2 separate regions of the Triticum aestivum genome follow, and region 2 is linked to region 1. The links are chromatin contacts, called in public Hi-C maps. All regions are on one chromosome and are shown on one strand. Each heading gives the region's core, a stretch centred on a gene start, on an enhancer-like site or on the middle of the called end of the contact. The rest is flanking DNA. Distances are from core to core; before and after follow the strand shown. Region 1 has its middle 74 kb from the start of LOC100125714. Region 2 holds the start of LOC123077889 (cyclin-A1-2).

Region 1 (2,884 bases), core at 28-2,527:
AAGTTTTAGTTCGCATTTTGCTTTTGCCTCTCCCCTTCAATCCAAAAAGATGGAATGAGCGAATCCAAATCGAGAATTTATATATTTGAATTTGTCGAAAATCGGACACGGACTTCGGCCTCTCCACCGGGCGTGTCTATATCTAGCTTATAGCGAGACAAACGGTTGCCTCACACGGGAGCTATGTCTCACTTACAACGAGACTGAAGGAGCTGTAGCCTAGAGCGTCCACAGTAACAAACCGACCAAATAGCGCACACTTAAAAGAAATAGAGAAAAAGAAAAAGAAAAAGAAAAAGGGAGCAGGCTGGGATTGATTGCACCCGAATCCTCAGCGCCAAATAGACTACACTTTTTTTAGGTAACCAAATAGATTACACTTGGTACGCGCAGTGAAGAACGTTGACCTTATTCCAAAATCCATGAACCTTTTCCAAATTAAGGAATTTTTATGAAAAGTGGTGAACTTTTTTTAAAGTTTGTCAACTTTTCATCCAAAATCAGATGAACTTTTTGTCGGTTTATGATTTTTTTTAAAAAATTGATGAAACTTTTTCAATTTTTTAAAAGTTGATGAAGTTTTTTCAAATTCAAAGAACTTTTTTTGAGAATCGATGAAGTTTTTTCCAAATTTGAAGAACTTTTTCTGAGAATCAATGAACTTTTTTTCAAAATTGATGAACCCTTTTTCAAATTGATGAACTTTGTTCAAAATCGATGAAGGTTTTCAAATCGGTGAACAGTTTTTCAAATTTGATGAACTTTTCTAAATTCGATGAACTTTTTTTCCAAATTTGTGAACTTTTCTATAAAATCGATGAACTTGTTTTAAAGTTCATGAAACTTTTCCAGAATTTGGTGAACTTTTTTTTCGAATTTCATGAACTTTTTCAAATTTTGAACTATTTTGTCAGACAGGCGAACATTTTTTATAGCAACTCTATGATATTTCCCAATTTCACGTTTTTATTTTTTCAAATGATTTATATGTAGTCAGTGTTGTACTAAAACAATTGTTAAATAGAACTGTTTTCGGATTGTAATCAGCAAAGTATTATTGGTCCATTGGCTGTTGCGTCAAGTCTTCAGCTGTTGGACCTGAGTCCGAATCCCAGGTAAGCCATTGGGTGAATTTTCTCTTCGCGTCTGTTTTTTCTGCAGGTTGCTGGGCCGGCCCGCTAGGCGTCGCGCGTGGGCGCCAGCAGCGGAGCGGCGCTAAAAGCGCCGTATAGGAGCTCCCCCTATTTAGCGCAGTGCGTGCGGTCGACCGAGCCAACGCGCACCCTCTCCCTTCCATCGGCGCGCCACTTTGGGCCAGCCTATGTGCGGGGTTGGACGCCCACTGTGTTTTTTGTTTCTTATTTTTATTTACTGTTTAATATTTTTTATTCTTTGTTAAAATAATTTGGGATTACGAACAGATTCTAAAATACCATTATTCTTAAAAAAATTAAAAGTGATCAGGAAAAATGCTCATGTATTAAAATAATGTTCACATATTTAAAAAAGTTAATGAGTGTCAAACAAAAATAGTGAATTCAAAAATGTTCATGAATTTACAAAAAAAATGTGTATTAAGAAATTTTTATGGTTTCATAAAAAATATTAACTTATCCAAAATATGTTTTTAAATTATTAAAATGTTCAAAAATACAGAAAATACACATGATTTTTCTAACATGTTTCGCAAAAGTCAAACCCTGTTCGCGAACTACTGTAAATTGTTCCAAATTTACAGAAAAAAATCATTGACTCAAAAAAGTTTGTCGATTCAAGAAAATGTTCATTAATTTATGAATAATATTCAGAATTTCCATAATACCATAAAGTTTTCAAAAACAAATCACAATTTTATTAAATGTTTATGATTTTAGAAAAATACTAATTAAAAAAATGTTTATGATTTCGAGAAAAAAATAGAAAAATGTTCACAAATTTGAAAAAAGTTTTACAAAATAGAAAAAAGGAAAAAGGTGAAAAGAAAGAAAAATGAAATGAAAAATAAGACAAAAGAACAAAAAAATACCGGTTTGGAAAATATTTCTAGGACCTTCCCAAGCTGAAACAAGCTAGTTAGGTCGACTGAAGCGTACGCAGCTGGAAGCGGGACGGGGGGGGTGTCGGTGTCAAAACCGGCCGATCTCGGGTAGCCTATGTAAATTCTGATAGCCTTTACGGACTAAACCCTCTGTTTATATACATACGGATGGGCCTAGGGTTGTACAGAGTCGGTAAACAGAGGAAGGAAATTACATATCCGAACACCAATCTTGTCATCCACGCATAGGAGAGTCCTATCCGGACAGGGGGGGAGGTCTTCTGCCTAGTATCTTCACGGCCCATCAGTCCAGCCCATATCACATAGCCCGGACGCCCGAGGACCCCCTAATCCAAGACTCCCTCATTAGCCCCTGAACCGATCTTCAATGATGATATATTCGGCATGCGGGTTGTCTTCGGCATTGCAAGGCAGGTTCCTCCTCCTGAATACTTCAAAGCAATCTTCTGAATAAAAGAACTATATTCGGCTCTGTATAATAGCCACAACCCTCAGCCATGAAGGCAAGATACTTAATCAAAAATAATGTCTGTCAACTGACAACTTTTCGGCGAAACGTCACGTTTGGCCTCTTTAACATTTCGAACCGTTTATTCGCCTCCCGCTTCGTGTTTCGAGACACAGCCTCTATTGACATGTCTTGTAAAAACAGAGATCGTGTCCGCTTATCGCGGGATCCTCATCAACACAGTTTTGGGTAATCCAACCGCGCCATTCGCACAACCCCTTGGGAACAGGCGAGTTTTAAGGATGGGGGCGTTTAATATTCATTGCTTATATAAGGGGATAAAGATCCCTCTTTTCTCCCCACGCCTTCTTCCTTCT
Region 2 (3,204 bases), core at 490-2,989, 320 kb before region 1:
TTCAAACTCAGAGGATCCATCACCAGTGGACGGGCGCTCCTCTCCGTTTGCATGCCTTGTGCAGACTCTCGCTCTGTCTCGGGGCACCGGCTGGTTCCACCTCCACGGTGTGCAACCGTACACGACCAACGGCGACAGGGTTGGTCTCACTCTCACCTGCAGCGCGAGATGCCGAGGGAGTGAGTGCGAATAAAAAGTGTCGGGATCGAGCTCGCTGGTCAAACCACACGATGTGGCTAATTTGAATCGCTTCTCTGTATTTGCAGCATCACTGCGGCTAATGAGCCGGCCATGTTGAAGTGCAGCCACGTTTGCTCCCGCTTGACTTAGCCGTGAATGCTAAGTACGGGCCGGCATGACTGAACGGTCACTGACAGCAACGGCATCAGCATTAGCTTCCGGATCCAAAAATGGCACGGACCTACCTGCTAGCCCGGAGGCAGCATCAGTAGTTCAGCAGACAGATGCGGGCCCCACTCCTACCTTGCCTACTGTGACGTTACCGTAGTGCCTAGTCCATACAGTGGCTTTTCGCCCGCACAGCACACTCCGAGATCTTTGCATGCTTTCCAGCCCTACTAGGACAGAACTCGGACTACCGGTTCGAAAAAATTTAAAACCCAAAGCCCTCCGTCCAGAGTCCAGAGCCCCGCTGGTGGCACGTGCGGTTTGCGGCCCGTTGGTGGCCGGTGAGGAGGAGGGCAGCGCGCATCAGCGTTTCAAAGTTCAAACCGCGAGGAGAAGCAAAGCCGACGGACGGGGCCCACCCGCTCCCCCCTGACCTCGAGCGCACGCACGCTCCCCCAGGATGCATGCCGTTGCCGTCCTGACGGACGGACGCGATCTGTTGGAGGTTCAAACACGCCAGTTTCCCTCCACTACACTAGACACTAATCCCGTAATTAGTTATCGCTGCTTGAAGAAATAATAAAGAAAATGTGGAAGGGCGCTTTTCTTTCTTCTTTGGATTTGGATGGACGCGTTGGATATCATGCCACGTACTAGTACTAGGAGGAGTGTTGTGCATCGAGCGCTTCCCTATATTGCACCGTGACAAAAGGAGCCCCCCACCCCAACCCCACCGCACGCAGATTTCAAATTTCGAAATTTGAATGGGAGAGCCGTGGGGCAATCTGTAACGGCAATAAACACATGCATGGCAGCAGCGGCCTTGGTTCTCTAACTCACGCAGTACAGTAGTACTAGTAGTTTCAAAAGAAGAACTCTGCTGTGACACAATCTGGCCTGAACTAATCCGCGCGACATTTTCCGATGTGCAATTTTTGTATGAATAGAGCTAAACTATATAGTACTACGATTTCTTAGATAATATAGTAATGCTATTTTCTCTTGCTAAAGTGAATCTCACTTCACGTCCCTAAGTAACTACCACTACAGTGTAAGTTTAATCCAGGCTACATTTTTTCCGTTGGCACTCCGCCCAACAAACTTAAAATCCTCCCCACAAAAAAAAACTTAAAATCCTAGTACTGAGGTACATGTCAGAGGCATTGGAGTTTGCAGTGATTGATTGTATGAACCTTGTGATTGAGTAATACATTATTTCACCCGAAAAGAAAAAAGAAGTCCGTGTCAAGTCCAGTATAGAGGGCAGTTTGAATTTTAAGCGATTAGTTAATTGGCAGCCTAAATAGGCAAGTAGCCCCCAGGCAGGAAACTATTTTGAAAGGACAGGGTGTTTTTCCTAATATAGCCACCCCCTTCCCCCCACCTCTTCTTCTCCCCCCGTCGCCCTCCCCAAACCCCAGGGCTCTGTCTGTCGTGCCGGGACACCAAACCCTCGCCACTCCCCTCCCCCGCTCCGCTGCCCCCCTACAAATCCCACCCGAGGTCCACGGAGTGCTCCGCGAGGTCGGTGGTTGTGTGGTGGCAGCGAGCGACCTCCCCCGCCCTCACGCCCGCGCCCCGATGTCGAGCAACTCCGCCGCCCCCCGCCGCTTCTCGTCGGCGATGTCGACCTCGACGGCGAAGCGCCCGGCCGTGCCGGAGGGCGCCAGGGCGGCGGCGGGCCCCGCGGCCGCGCAGCAGCAGGCCAAGAAGCGCGTGGCGCTCGGCAACCTCACCACCAACGTCGCCGCGGCGGCCGCGGGCAGGGCCGGCTGCGGGAAGATCGCGGTCGTCACGACGGGCAATGCGGTACGGATCCGAACCCCTGAGGGATTGCCTTTTTTGTTTGTTTGTTGTTGTGGGATGAAATGGTTGCCGTCTGGGGTTGAGATCGTGGGCCGGTTTAATTTGAATTTTGAATGGCTATGGTTGGAACCCCTGTAGAGGGCACGAGCGCAGGTTGCAGTCGCTCCTGCTGTTGCTTCTGCCCATGGGGCTCTACGGATGGATCAAGTGCATTGCCCTGTTCCTCGGATAGGAAAATCCTCGATGCGGAGATTTGGATGTGTTGTCCATCCTTCGGGGCGATATGTCAAACGTTTAGTAGTTTCTCTGGTATCAGAGGACATACTGCGATTTATTGCCTCTTGTACCCAATCAGCAGCGTGTTTTGTGCTCTTGAAACTACAATGTTTCTGGGTTGATTTTGGCTTGTGATGTTTTCCATTTCATGGATTTCTCATCTTCCACTTTTCCTAAAATTGATTTTGCTTTGTATTGTTTTCCATTTCTGGGACATACTCTGCGATTGCTAATCTTCCACTTTTCCCAAATTTTGATGCCTCTTTTCTGTGCGTTTCTGGCTGCTATGTCCACTCAATTTTGCGCCTTTACCAGTACTGCTCTTTCTGTTGCGGATCATATTTCAGGAGTTTGGCTCATGTTCTGGCAAGAATTCTTGCTGAGCGTTTATGGTTAAAATCTTACACTGCCCTAGAACAGTTTAGCATAAAGTTACTCTGGAATTTTCTAATATCATACTAGTATTATCCATGTTTGTTATTTGTACAATTTGTAATTCAAACTGTGCTTACTGATGCATGCGTGAGAGCAAGAGATTTGGAATCGGTTATTTACCTTTTCTAGTTTGTAATGCAGAGGTTGAATTCAGCTACCTCAGCTGCACCTGTGAAGAAGGGAGCTTTGCCAAGTGCTCGGAATGCAAGCGCAAATCGTGGCTCGGCTGTGAAATCGGCTTTCACCAAGCCAGCTCCTGTCACATCTCGCCATGAGAGCTCCGTACAGAAGGAGAGTGTTCCTCCTCGTAAGGTGCCTACTGTGGTGCCGATTGCCGTG

Evidence for each region. Hi-C and Micro-C count contacts between places; a contact is called where the count stands out from the background.
Region 2: a contact with region 1 is called in a Hi-C map of leaf, with 9 times the contacts expected there. The contact joins the promoter of LOC123077889 here to the enhancer-like site in region 1. A contact is called at or near these places in 2 of 5 Hi-C or Micro-C datasets (both in leaf).

What each region holds. Positions count from the first base shown.
Region 1 is chr3D:136,445,729-136,448,612 of IWGSC CS RefSeq v2.1, reverse strand. No RefSeq gene overlaps it. Among protein-coding and RNA genes, the nearest start is that of LOC100125714, 74 kb to the right of the region's middle. Within about 2 kb of position 1,277, at least 4 of the 8 cell types and tissues checked have an H3K27ac peak or open chromatin away from gene starts, as enhancers often do. A contact at or near this core is called in leaf, where this site is marked.
Region 2 is chr3D:136,764,910-136,768,113 of IWGSC CS RefSeq v2.1, reverse strand. It overlaps LOC123077889 (cyclin-A1-2), which reads left to right and starts at 1,739. Exons shown (of 11, transcript XM_044500246.1): 1 at 1,739-2,157; 2 at 3,007-3,204. The coding sequence starts at 1,930.